Linked DNA regions of Mus musculus: all the other regions are linked to region 2. The links are chromatin contacts, called in public HiChIP or PLAC-seq and promoter capture Hi-C maps. All regions are on one chromosome and are shown on one strand. The core of a region is the stretch at or near the end of the contact, and the rest is flanking DNA. Distances in the headings are between cores, read along the strand shown.

Region 1 (4,076 bases), core at 177-2,676, 450 kb after region 2:
GTGCCAACAGTTAAAGGCTTGACGAGAGTCTCCAGAAAGTCCAAGTATGCATTCTTCTCTTTGTTCACTCATCTGAAATAGATGACTACAGAATCCCTGGGACTTCCCTGCCATCTTTCTCTAATGGAGTTCACAATCTAATAGCACAGTGTCTTAGTTAGGGTTATATTGCTGCGAAGAGATGTCATGACGATGACGAGGACAGTTCCTCTTAAAAAGAAAGGCATTTAGTTGGGGCTGGAATGTTTTAAAGGTTCGGTCCATTATCATCATGGTGGAAAGCATGGTGACACCCAGGCAAATGTGGTATTAGAGAGGCAGTAAGAGAAGAGAGAGAGCAACACTGAACCTGGCTTGATCTTCTAAAACCTTAGTCCACCCCCAGTGACACACTTTCCCCAACAAGGCTACAATCTACTCCAACAAGACCACACCACCCAGTAGTGCCATTCTATATGAGCCTCTGGGGTCATTTTCATTCAAACCACCACAGGCAGGAAATTAATAAGTTAAAAAATAGAGATGTCTAAGTGTGGTGGTATTGTCTATAATCCAAGTCCTTGGGAAGAAGGCCTGGGAAGATCGGGAATTTATGGACTTCTTCAGCTGCATGAATTTGAGGTCAGCCTGGGCTATCTGAGATCTTGTCTCAACATCTCTACAGCCTCACAAATGGTGTGAGAAATGCCAGTGAAAGAGACCCAGCAGCTGGTTTAGGAAGCTTGGGCCTCCTGGAGGAAGCTGTCAGGCAGTGAATTGTCTTTTTCAGACATGCCCCCCAACCCCTACAACCTGTGAGGATGTTGGTTTTGACCAGGGAAGACCTGGTTCAGCATGCGTGGACCCATGCTGTCGGCACCCTGACTTCCAATCACGTCTCCATGAGCCTTAATGGGAATGTTACCAGCCTCTCTTACTGTGCTAGTCACCTATCTCAGTGACCTCTAAGCTCCCAGAGTTTTCATCTGAGCTGGGCTATACTCCATCCACTATGGGGAAATTCTTTCCCATTTCCAGCCCAAGCTAAGAAGCAAGTGTAATCGGCTCTGTACACATGTAATTAGAAGAAGCAGAAGCAGTGAGAGAAGCTGGTTAAGTAAGCCCCAAATGACTTTTGTTTATAATGAAGGAATAAATCTTAGTATCTCCTTCCTGCCCACCCCGGTTTTAGAAGGGACTCAAGGTCACTTCACAGCAGAGGGGTCTCCCTGTTGCAGGCCAGAAACTGCACTGATCAGCCCGTGACTTGGTGTGTGGTGACTCCCCCAGGCCCTGGTGTACTTCTGTAGATGCTGGGACTTTTCCTGATCATATTCTTTCCTCAGCCCTGCTCCTACTGGCACAATACAGCAAGTAGATCCACGTGGATGTACTCTAAATGCACTCAGTGTGACCGCCCATCGGTCAGCTCCGACTCACAAAGGCTCACCCCCACCCAGGCCCCTTTCCTTCTCCTCTTCTTTGCTCCCTGAGATGCTTTTCAGCTGTCAGTCCCATTTCTAGATTTCTATGGCAACCACAACCCCCAGCCTCACTGCCTTCTTCCCTTCCCCCTTCATCCTTTTGCAAGTAGGAATTACAAGGAGGCTGCTGACAGGCTGGGCTTCTAGTAATTTCCCTCATGGAACAAACTGAAAAGAGAAAGTCCAGGCGGTGTAGAGGGCTGGGCTGAGGGATGCCACCAGGGGACAGAGACTTAAGTAAGAGCAGTAATGTGCACAGATGAAGAATAGGTCCTAGGGTGCAGCTGTTGGCAGCCCTGCAAAACCAAATCCCCAATGCTTGCAGAGATGATCGAGGTGTGGAAAACACACGGAAAGGACCAACTGTGAGCGTTGACTGGTGACCATCAGAGTGACATGGTGGGCAATTTGCAAGGGGTCGGGGCATGCCATGTTCCAGGGTGGGGTATGCCTACTAGACTGCCAACATATAGACCTAAGCATTGAGGACTCGAACTGTAGCCACAGGAGAATTTTTCCCAAATATCCCCATTACCAAGGCAAGTGCCTCTGAACCCATCAGCACTAAACTGCTACAAGTGCCTCTTCCCTGGAAGATAAGACCATCTCACCAACTCTAATGTCCACGTACATCATGCTAGTCTAGTGTGAGTCAGAGGCTCCTCTGGGTACCAGAGGCCACCAGGCAGGTGTCAGTCACAGGGCAGGTGCAGAGAAGGGAGGGCCAAGGTGAGGCAGGAGGCTTTACCCTGGACAGGGAAAGCTCACAAGAGACAGGGATGAGGGTAAATTTAAATAGCCTTATTACGTGCTGTCTTTACAAATAAAAGTAATATGTTTGGGGCTGCTAATGACCTTCAAATTAGCAGCTTTTTCAGCGAACACTTATGTATTTTTAATTCCAAACGTTACTGAGTGTCAGTTGCAGAAGCTATGAAAAGCAGCAGGGCAGCTGGATGGTTTTAAATAAGAGGAAAACCCGGATCATTATTTTTGAAACTGTCAGCTTTATACGCCTCTTAATGGATTCACTTTCTATCATCTCTCCCCCTACCTTTGTGGTCTTTGAAGATTTGCAGGCATTCTCTGTGGGGGCGAGCAGGGGCCCAGCCTGTCCTGTGGAGGGACCTGGGGCTTCAGTTCCCACCTTGTCTATAAGTGCATCACACTCAGCAGCAGGGAGGCTGCACAAAGGCCCTCTGAAGTGCACTGGAGAGAAGAGAATTCCAGCCTGAGTTACAGTATACCATCTGACAGGACTTGGAGTTTCCTCCTCTGATCGTCTCTGATTCCAGGTTACTAAAAGAGAAATTACTGACCTTATGAAAAAATATATGTTTTCTTTCTTCCATTATATCACACACACACACACACACACACACATTTGTGTGTATTTAGATAGATAGATGATAAATAATGATGATGAAGTTAGGTGTGTGTGTGTGTGTGTGTGTGTGTGTGTGTGTGTATGTGTGTGTGTGTGTGTGTGTGCGTGTGTGAGCTCGCACCTGCATGTACTCATTTGTGCATTTGTATGTATGTATTCAGCAAGCATGGGCGTGTAAGGGGCATAGAGGGATGGGGCAGTGAAAGATCACAGGGAAGCAGATAGAGAAATACATAAGTGGTTGTCTGAGAGAAGTGATACTGAAGAAGTAGGTTCCGTGCCACCACCACCACAACAGCATCATCACCTAAGAGTGTTAGAAGACACCCTCCCACCAGGCATGATTGTGCACACATGCCATCCCGACACTGGACAGGCTAAAGCAGGAGAATCATGAGTTCTAGAGTAGCTTGGCATACAGAGTTAGACCTCGTCTCAATGGCAAAAAGAGAAAACAAGAATGGTCACTCTGGAGCCCCATCTCAGTGCACTGGATCAACAATTCAGAGAGAAGCCAACTCCTGGGTTTTTGTAAGCTGGGGTCGTATTGTGGATGCTCACAAGGCTGGGGACCACTGGCACCCAACAGTGGCGGAATCAGTACAACACAAAGGGAGAGAATGACAGAGAAGGGGAAGAAAGGATGGTCAAGGGGAAGAAGCACAAACGAGAAGAGCAATGTGGAAGTGAGTCTTAAGTCTACCTATACTCCTGTGTTTTTCCCCATAATCACTGCTCAGGTATCTCTTCCATGGACCCAGAGCCTGTCCTTAGCAACAGATGGGGTTCTGATCAGTTCTGACCTATGCATGACCAACTCTCCTGAGCATCTTTCAGAACCTTCCAGTTTATAAGGGAGTTCTTGATGTCTTAGTGGGGGTTTCTACTGCTGTGATGAAAAACTATGACCAAAACAACTTAGGAAAGAATGGATTTGTTTGATTTACACATTCAAATCACCATCCACTGAGAAGGCCAAAGCAGGAACCTGGGGGCAGGAGCTGATGCAAAGGCCATGGAGGGGTGCTGCATACTGGCTTGCTTCCCATGGCTTGCTCAGACTGCTTTCTTATAAAATCCAGGACCACCCAGCACATGGTGGCACTACCTACAATGCCCTTGGCCCTCCCACATCAATCATTAATTAAGAGAAGGCCCCACAGGCTTGTCTACAGCCTGATCATATGGAGGCATTTTCTCAACTAAGGCTCCATCGTCTTTAATGA
Region 2 (4,185 bases), core at 1,658-4,157:
GTGCAGGCACCACATGAAACAAATCAGAAGAGATGAAATTGGGAGCCTGGGTCTAGCATGGTGTATCACCTCCAAGCTGTCTCTAGAGGAAGCTCTGGAGCAATTTGAAACAGTTAGACCAAGCTTCACTAAGTAAAGGGAGGCAGGGCTATCAGACCACACTGAAGGGTCTGCTTCTCCCAGTTCCCTACTGATCTCACTCAGCAGGGGTGAGACCAGGAAACTGCTGTTTTCAGAGAGCTCAGCTGGTGGTTGAAAGACCTAGCAGGGTTCTTTTTGGATGTCTGTACTCTACTTGGTGTGCTCCAAGGGACCTCCAAGGTGTGACATTTCACAGGTGGATAGTGTCCAGTTCTATCTGCAGCCAGATCAGGGAGACCGACAGAGCACACACGGAGATGTGGCTGGAAGAGATGGATCAGAGGGACAGCAAAAAAAGCTCCTCGATGGATGTGGGTAGAAAGAGAAGGCAAGAAATTCAACTAACTTCATTTTGGTTATGAAAGTAAACACCATACATGGTGCTCAACAAACCAATGCTGTTTCTGTCCTGCCCAGCACAGCAGCTTCCGTGTTCTGTTGTCCTCAAGGCCTTTGACAGCCTAGCACACCATTGCCCACTTTTTTATTGTCATTACTCTACTATGTGATAAGTTTCCTGTCCATCATGTCCCCGGTCTGCTCCACGGTGTGCCTGGTGCACCCAGTAAACATTTCCTGAATAGGTGGGTGAATGTGGGATGGGCTAAGGTAGGATACGGAGGCACCGAGGAGCCAAGAGTTGCAGGCCAAGAGAACGCCTAGCAAAAACTGGGATGAGAATACAGTTCTGGGAATCCTGTCCTGGAATCTGGAGGCCTCGCCAGAGTGGCCTGTCTTTCTTCAGGAGACAGTGAGGAGCCGCTGGGTTGAAACACTATGAAGAGATAAGACCAAGATTAGCTTAGGAAAGATTACGCTGGCGGCAGCACTCAGCGGGGTTACAGAGGACAGAAACCGGGTGGCCAGTTAGATTCTTCAGTTGTCCAGAGGGAGGAGGGGTGACACAGAGCTGAGACAGATGGATAGACCTGAGACAAAGGCATAAAGAAGAGGAAGCAGGAGAGGGGGTTTTGCTGGGTGTGCTTGGTGGGGTGGAGGGAAGGAAAGAGCCCACAAACCACTCATGCATGCACCCAACATCCATCTGAGATCATCTACCCACCCCACCCATCCATTCATCTGCTTGTCATCATTCATCCATCCATCCATCCATCCATCCATCCATCCATCCATCCACCCATTTATCCATCCATTCATCTGTCCATTCACCTATCTGTCTGTCCATCCACCCATCCATTTGTCTGTCCATCCATCCATCCATCCATCCATCCATCCATCAGTCTGTTTTCCATCCATCATCTATCTATAATCCATCCACAGGGATGGATGCAGTTGGTCACCAGTGCAGGGAGGGGGAGGGGTTTCAAGGTAAGAGCTTTGGGGATTCCTCTCTTAGAGGCTGGAGGGATGAAGGAGGAAGGGCAAGAAGTAGTAAGACAGGTAGGCAGTGAAATTGGACTGTGGAGAGTGTTGCCAAAGCTGCAAAAGACCCAGTACTCACCCATGTCAGAGAGGGGCATCCCTCACTTAAGGGACTTCAAGACACAGTGCTGTGGAGGGACAAAGAGCAGCTGAGGTAGTATTAGGGAAGATTAAGCAGCGGTCACTGACGTCATCCTTTCAGGTTCTGAGGCCGGATGGGTGGATGGTAGGGGAAGACACAAACAGCCTGTGTCAAAGTCTGGGAAACAAAGACCTGTCAGAATCAGGGGTCTGAGTGTGGCTGGGGTGGTGAAGAGGGAGGCAGTGTCTGTGAAAGACAGAGTAAGTACCCAGGGTGGGGAATCAATGTAACTAAATTCCCAAAGGAGAGTTGCCAGATGTTAATGTCTTTAAAAGGTTTGGGGAGGGGGCTGAAGCCCCTCCCACATGAGTCTTCCAGGAGCATCCCTAACCTTGCGGGAGGAGGTGAGGACCTTCTGCCACACAGCTTCTGACAAGCATCAAGGCCAGGGCCGGATCTGAAACAGCCTGACCTGATCAACAGACAGCAAAATGGGGCATTATCATCAGAGCTGATGGTGGGAAACCACTTCTATTCTGGAGCCTGGTTTTCCTGTGGTTGCAGAACTCAGTCCTTCCCACCTACCTCCAGGCCTGGTTCAAAGCAATGTCTCCCTTCCCCATACCCCAACAAGTTGTCAGACTTTCGGCTGTTTCTTCATGTCTTCCCATTATGACTGTCTTCTGACAGCAGGCCCTACAGTGGATGCTCAGAGATCCACCTGGGAAGAGACTTTTGGAGATATACAGCTGAGGATATGATAGGAAGCCCACAGGGTGTTCTAACTACCCCCGAGCAGCCGGCCATAAAGTCTTGAAACCATATTCACTCACTCCACAGATGCATGCCAAGAATAAGACACTGTTAAGGTTCCAGGAATTCTGAGTGAACGAGATCAGACAAGACTCAAAAATAAACAAAATTGATTAGTAAAATGATATAGGGTGGCGGCATTCTGCATAGGAATAGTCAGGAGTAGCTGTGGGGTGTCTGTAAGCATAAGGGACCTCAGTTGACTTCTTGGCTGAGCCCCTCCTTTTCAGCTTGGGGAAAGCGAGCGTGCGAGGCTGCAGTTCTCCTAAATCACCACAAGAGGGAGCGCGATCACCTCCTAGCGCCTTCCTAACCCTCCCACACAGCCTTGCAAGCAAAAGTTTTTCTTAAACTAACAATGCCAGTGTAAGGAGGTGCTCGCGCCTGATTGGATGAGGGAATTTTGCAGGTTTGATTCCTTGATTGGACAGGAGGTGTTAGGGGTGGAGAGAGAGCTGATGGTGGGGGATCCCGCTCCCTCCCCCGTCAGTCTGGCCCGCTCTGTCCTCCCGTAGGCTCCGCTGTAGCTCGCAATGTGACACCAGGACGCACACGCTCTCGCGCGCTCTCCCAGGCTCGCTCTCCCTCACCCTCTCTCACACACGCACGCACACACCCACCTCTCCCATAAACACACACACACACATGCACACCCACATCCACGCGCGCCCGCACCGCCCCACGCGCGCACACTCCCGCCCACGCCCACGCCGCGCTCCGGGGAGTCCGGTCCCGGCCAGAGCGCGAAAGGACACGGAGAAGCCACCCGCCGGGAGCGCAGCGGCGCCCTGGGACGCGGCGCGTCTCCGCTGGGGCTCGGCCTGGGGGCCGCTGGCCGGCGATGGCCCTGGATTGCTTGCTGCTCTTCCTCCTGGCATCTGCAGTGGCCGCGATGGAAGGTAACGTACCCTTCGCGGAGCAACTTGGTGGCTGCCGGCTGCCAGTTCATGGGTGCCGCGCGCTTTGCAGGGCTCCTTTGGCTGCTCGGCCGGGCATCCTGGTGCTGGAGAGAGAGAATGTCACCGATCCTGGGTAGAGATGGGGCACCGGGATGGGGCGGTACCCACAGGCATGCCCTGCGCCGACCCTGGGCGCCCACAGCAGGTTCGTTCGCACGCAGAGTCTTTCGGCTCCTGCGCTCTGGTGCTCCCAGACAGCACGATCACCGGACATCTCCGGCTTAGAGAGCCTGGATCCCGCTGCATTGCGGTGCAAGCTCCTTAGCTCTGGGCGAAGCTGGTCTGGGAAGCGATACCTCGGGCCACTGGGCTCCTAGAGTCGGCACCTTCGGCTCTTTCTATCCCGGGCCTGGATGCGCTGGCTGGCGAGCGGTAGCTTGCTGTCTCCCTTTCGCAGTCTGAGGTTTCCGGACTCTGGGCTCCGCAGGCAGGCTGCTTGGGGGATCACAGAAGGTCCTACTAGTACCCCAGCAAGTGACTGCCAAACGAGAGGGGCCAAATCCATTGACCGCACCCTGGGGGGGAAATCAGCCCTAGAAGCTGCCGGGTTGCAATCTTCCAGGGACAGCAAGTGCGAGGCGGACGCCTTTCTCGCCTTCTGAGCTTTGGAGCAGGGGTGGGCTTGGGTGAGTGCTGGCGGTGCTTAAACTCATCCGGCAGTTAGAAGAGACTGCGTGGCTGCGAGCCCACGAGCCAAGACACCATCCCTGCTGGCTCAGCGTGGTTGTGCCTCCCGCTGGTGGCCAGCCAAACCCGCTCAGCGGACCCCTTACCCGGCGCACCCAGGAGCCCCGGCGCTCAGGGCTC
Region 3 (3,950 bases), core at 1,016-3,515, 490 kb after region 2:
CCCTTTTTTTGAAGTATTATTAAGGCTTACAAGTGAACTGGCTCACTATCTAGAAGAGAGTGCAGGGTGGCTCAGAGCACACATACAGGAAGTGTACAACACTGACTCCTTGGTCCCCAATCCTCCCAATGCCAGAGGAAGCAAGTTGTGCTTTGTCAGCAAGATCCCCAGGAAGTCACAGAAGGCTTACTTACACTGCTCTACCCACCTCTATTCTGGGGTTCTGTCACTTTGAGACAAACTTCCACCTCTGAGAGCCCCAGTTTCTAATCTGTGAAATGGGGTTGGATACCTTCCTTGCTTACCTCGGGGGTTGCAGAGAGGATCAAATAAGATAATGGTTACAGAAGAGCTTTGAACACTGTAAAGTGCCATGGAAATTTCGAGAGTGTGATTAGGGGACAGCCACTGCCCCCACACTCACTTCAAAGGGGAGAGACAGGGAGGAGAAAGCTGCCATGCTCTGCGTTTGAAGTGCACAAGAGCGGCTCTCAGCAGAGGAAAACAACGTTGCCCGCTTAAAAGGCAACTTTCAAAACAACCATTTTCCCTCTGAAGGGAGAATATAGTTGGGAGTACTTCAAAGACTAGGGGAAATTTCCAGAAAAAAAATGACGTTCTCAATCCAACTCTTAGTCAAGGCACAGTTATTTTAAAAACCTTCAGAACTCTTCATTTATTTTAAAAGAATCTTAATGCCTTTAAAAATTAAAAACTGTTAAGAGGGGTAGAGAAAGGCTTGCTTCCTCCATGGCCCTTCAGCGCCCATTGCAGAAGGTGGATGTAATGAATCTGATTCATCCGATCCTTCCTCTGATTAAACATTCTCTCTGTCCTGATAAATATCTTACTGAGAACAAGTCACCAGGAATAGCACCATCTCCTATCCATTTCTGACACCCAGCTATCACACACACACACACACACACACACACACACACACACACACACAGGTTATTTAGTATATAGGTTCTTTCTTTTTCTTTAAATATGCTAAGGACAGTCTCAAGGGACCAATGAAGAAGCACAATATTATATCTGACATTTCTAAGCAAGGAGAAGAAGAAGAAGAAGAAGAAGAAGAAGAAGAAGAAGAAGAAGAAGAAGAAGAAGAAGAAGACGACGATGAGGATGACGATGATGTGTCTGTATGCAAGCATGCATGTATGTCTGTGCACTTTGTGTTTAGAAACTGGAAGACAACCTTAGCTGTCATTCCTCAGGCCCTATCCACCTTGTTTTGCTTTGCTTACTTTTCCTGCGATGAGGTCTATTGCTGGCTCATAACTTGAGCCGTATGTTAGATCAGTCAGCTAGTGGGTTTCAGGATCTACCCATTCTGTCTCCTTAGCACTGTGGTCGTCGCGATTGTGCTCCACCATGTCCAACATTTCTTAGGTGGGTCTTAGGGATCAAACAAACTCGGGTCCTCGTGCTTACAAAGCAAGCACTGTCCCTACCCCCTTGATAATTTTCCCAGACCTTGATTATTTATTGTTATCGAAATGATCTCACTATGCAGCACAGGCTGGCCTGGAATTCACTATGTAGGACAGGTTGGTCTCAAACTCACACCAATTCACCTACCTCAACATTCCCAGCGAATGGGGAGATCATTGGCCTGAGTCAGCTTGCCTAGTAAGACTTTTATATAAAACAACTGAATTCAAAGATAAACAGAGCTCAGACTCCAAATAGCAGGCTGTGATGTAGGCGTGTCTGGCCACGTCTCACTCTGCCCCCTGAGAGCCAGCCCACTGGAAACTGGACAAACCTATTTGGAAATGTGAATGTCTTCCCCCGCCCCCCACTCCCAGCCCCCTGCATCCTGCTGAAGGCCCCAAAGTTCTGGAGATAACAAGTTTGCCTCATCTCTGCCCTCATTGAGAGCCTTCCCAGGCTCCTCTGGCCGTCATGCAAGGAGGTTTCTGAGAGACGTGTCTTACTTTTCTCATAGCTCGTATCTATGCCTACAGACTGTGATCAAATGGGATGCTTCTTAGCTAAAGTCCAAAGCTCAGTAGAGTGTTCACATTCTCCGTTCTTAGGAAACACACGCATCAGTCAGCACCAAGGGGGTTGGGCGGAGAGGGTCAGCTAGAATTCAAGGAGATGACCCGTAGAGAAAGAGCTCTTTCCTCCCACACCTCCCACTGGCTTTGGCCTCACTGTATTTTTTTTTGCAAAGGGCTTTGAAGACACAAGTGAAAGAAATCTCAGTGGTCGGAAGCCAGAGAAAGGCAGCTGCCAAGGGAAGATTAGTCCCAAGGAACAGAGAAAGAACACCCGCGAGCAGGGTGACGTCATACGGAAGAAGGGCAGAAGAAGGGTTGTCTGAGTCCCGGATCTTCTGCCACCGTTTTAAGCAACCCATTTAATTAAAGTTGTGTCTCTTGCTGGCATGAGAGCAATGGAAGTGTCAGTTTGCTTGTCAGAGGCTCCTTTGCCTGGAGCATAGATCAGAGCCTGGGTGGCCGTGTGCCAGGCTTCTCTCCAGCACAGATGGGAAGGCCAGGGGTAATTACCCTGCCCTGGCCACTTGCCTTCCTGTGTGAAATTATAGAAAAGTAGGAGACAGTGTCTCCACCCGATTCTTATCCTTCATCATTTCCAGGGAAGGGATAAAGACAAGCACACACCTCGATCTCATGCAGGCAGGAAGGCTGCCTGGAACCTCTCCCCTCTAAGGACAGTTTTGGAGGAGGACAAGCCTGCTGTGGAGGTAAGCTGGGAACTGCACCAGCTACGGAGACTGTCTGACCCACGGCTCTCCAAGTATAACTAGCTCAGAGAGCTGTCTAATCTTTGCAGGGTACAAGCAAAGAGATTACCCGTCTCTGCCCTCCGCTGTGGCTTGCCATGTCTCCTGTCTCCGATCTCCTCTGCCCAGTCTTCAATGGGAACACTAGACGATCCTGGGCTGTCTGCTCACTACCAGTCAAGACTGGAACTTGAGGTTTCTGTGTCCTCACTAGGAATCAAGGTTTGGGAGGAGAGGATGTTCCTTGTCCTCTTGACTGTCCTCCTGTGTCACAGTTGGTGTGGAGGACAGGCGTGGGCGGCTGTGGGGTGTGTTAGCTAGAGGTCAGTGTGTCCAAAGTCTCCCTTAGCTTTGTTGGCCCTCACGTCTGTGTCCTATGTAGTCAGGAAGCTGAGGCACCTGGTTAATCAGCGCCCCGCTTCCATGTTCTGAGGCCACTTCTCTGTCCAGTCAATTCTTCCCCGCCCCCTTGCTCTCTGAAAAGCCCTTTTCTCCACCTTAAAAGGAGGCTCAGTGCTGCCTCCTTTTCGTTACTCCTAACCACCAGGCTCCTCCTGCCTTCTTCCTCTCTACCTCTCCCTGCATGTGTTGCTCTCTGCTGCAGTCTCTGCTCCCCTACTTTTCATAGAGCTCTTCTTTCTTGTCCTCCAGGACTCAGTCAATGTTCCACCCCCTCCCCAAAGACAGGCCTTCCTTGACCTCTGAAGCTAAAGACCCCGGGTCCATACATCTTCATCTCCATTTTTCACAAGTCCCGCTGTTTTGAATCTTGAAGCACTGGGTGACAAAGGAGGCCAATGACCACGGGTTGTGTTTTTCCTCATCCTTTGTCCACTGGCCTTGCAGGTTGCAGGCAGGAGATTGAAGCAGGGTGGGAGGTATAGGCTGAGAGTTTCCAGTTCCTGCCTCAGGTCGTAGCTTCAGTGGCAGTCAAGGCAATCGGAAACCTTTGAAGGATGTTAAGCAGAAAGCGGCATCATCCAGTACACGTTCTGAAAACATCACTGTGATTGCTCTGTGCAAAATGTATTGGATTTGGGGGAAGGATTTAGGAGGCAGTCCCAGTGAGAAATGATAATGGCTTGGACCAGAGTGATTGCAGCTCAGAGGGAGAGAAGTGGGCAGATTAAAGCTGTCTTTGAAGGAAGGATTAACAGAAGTTGGTGATTGTTCGGTTGCGATGCTTGAG

The links. Promoter capture Hi-C pulls out the DNA fragments that hold promoters and counts their contacts. HiChIP or PLAC-seq counts read pairs in DNA pulled down with a chosen protein or histone mark.
Region 1: a contact with region 2 is called in an H3K4me3 HiChIP or PLAC-seq map of embryonic basal ganglia, with 5 times the contacts expected there. The contact joins the enhancer-like site here to the promoter of Ephb1 in region 2. A contact is called at or near these places in 9 of 39 promoter capture datasets (cranial neural crest, embryonic stem cells, frontonasal cranial neural crest and 5 more), 1 of 15 datasets of contacts at CTCF or cohesin (embryonic stem cells), 1 of 484 Hi-C or Micro-C datasets (embryonic stem cells), 9 of 115 datasets of contacts at active chromatin or transcription factors (embryonic basal ganglia, embryonic forebrain, embryonic hindbrain and 5 more) and 1 of 9 other capture datasets (adipose tissue).
Region 3: a contact with region 2 is called in a promoter capture Hi-C map of neural stem cells. The contact joins the enhancer-like site here to the promoter of Ephb1 in region 2. A contact is called at or near these places in 5 of 39 promoter capture datasets (embryonic stem cells, hippocampal neurons, liver and 1 more), 4 of 484 Hi-C or Micro-C datasets (cerebellum, cerebral cortex, cortical neurons and 1 more), 11 of 115 datasets of contacts at active chromatin or transcription factors (astrocytes, embryonic basal ganglia, embryonic forebrain and 8 more) and 2 of 9 other capture datasets (liver and macrophages).

Annotation. Positions count from the first base shown.
Region 1 is chr9:101,906,466-101,910,541 of GRCm38.p6, reverse strand. No RefSeq gene overlaps it. Among named protein-coding and RNA genes, the nearest start is that of Gm31326, 76 kb to the left of the region's middle. Within about 2 kb of position 1,426, at least 13 of the 459 cell types and tissues checked have an H3K27ac peak or open chromatin away from gene starts, as enhancers often do. A contact at or near this core is called in embryonic basal ganglia, where this site is marked.
Region 2 is chr9:102,353,415-102,357,599 of GRCm38.p6, reverse strand. It overlaps Ephb1 (Eph receptor B1), which reads left to right and starts at 2,907. Exons shown (of 16, transcript NM_173447.3): 1 at 2,907-3,318. The coding sequence starts at 3,261.
Region 3 is chr9:101,861,101-101,865,050 of GRCm38.p6, reverse strand. No RefSeq gene overlaps it. Among named protein-coding and RNA genes, the nearest start is that of Gm31326, 120 kb to the left of the region's middle. Within about 2 kb of position 2,265, at least 52 of the 459 cell types and tissues checked have an H3K27ac peak or open chromatin away from gene starts, as enhancers often do. A contact at or near this core is called in astrocytes, cerebellum, cerebral cortex and 4 more, where this site is marked.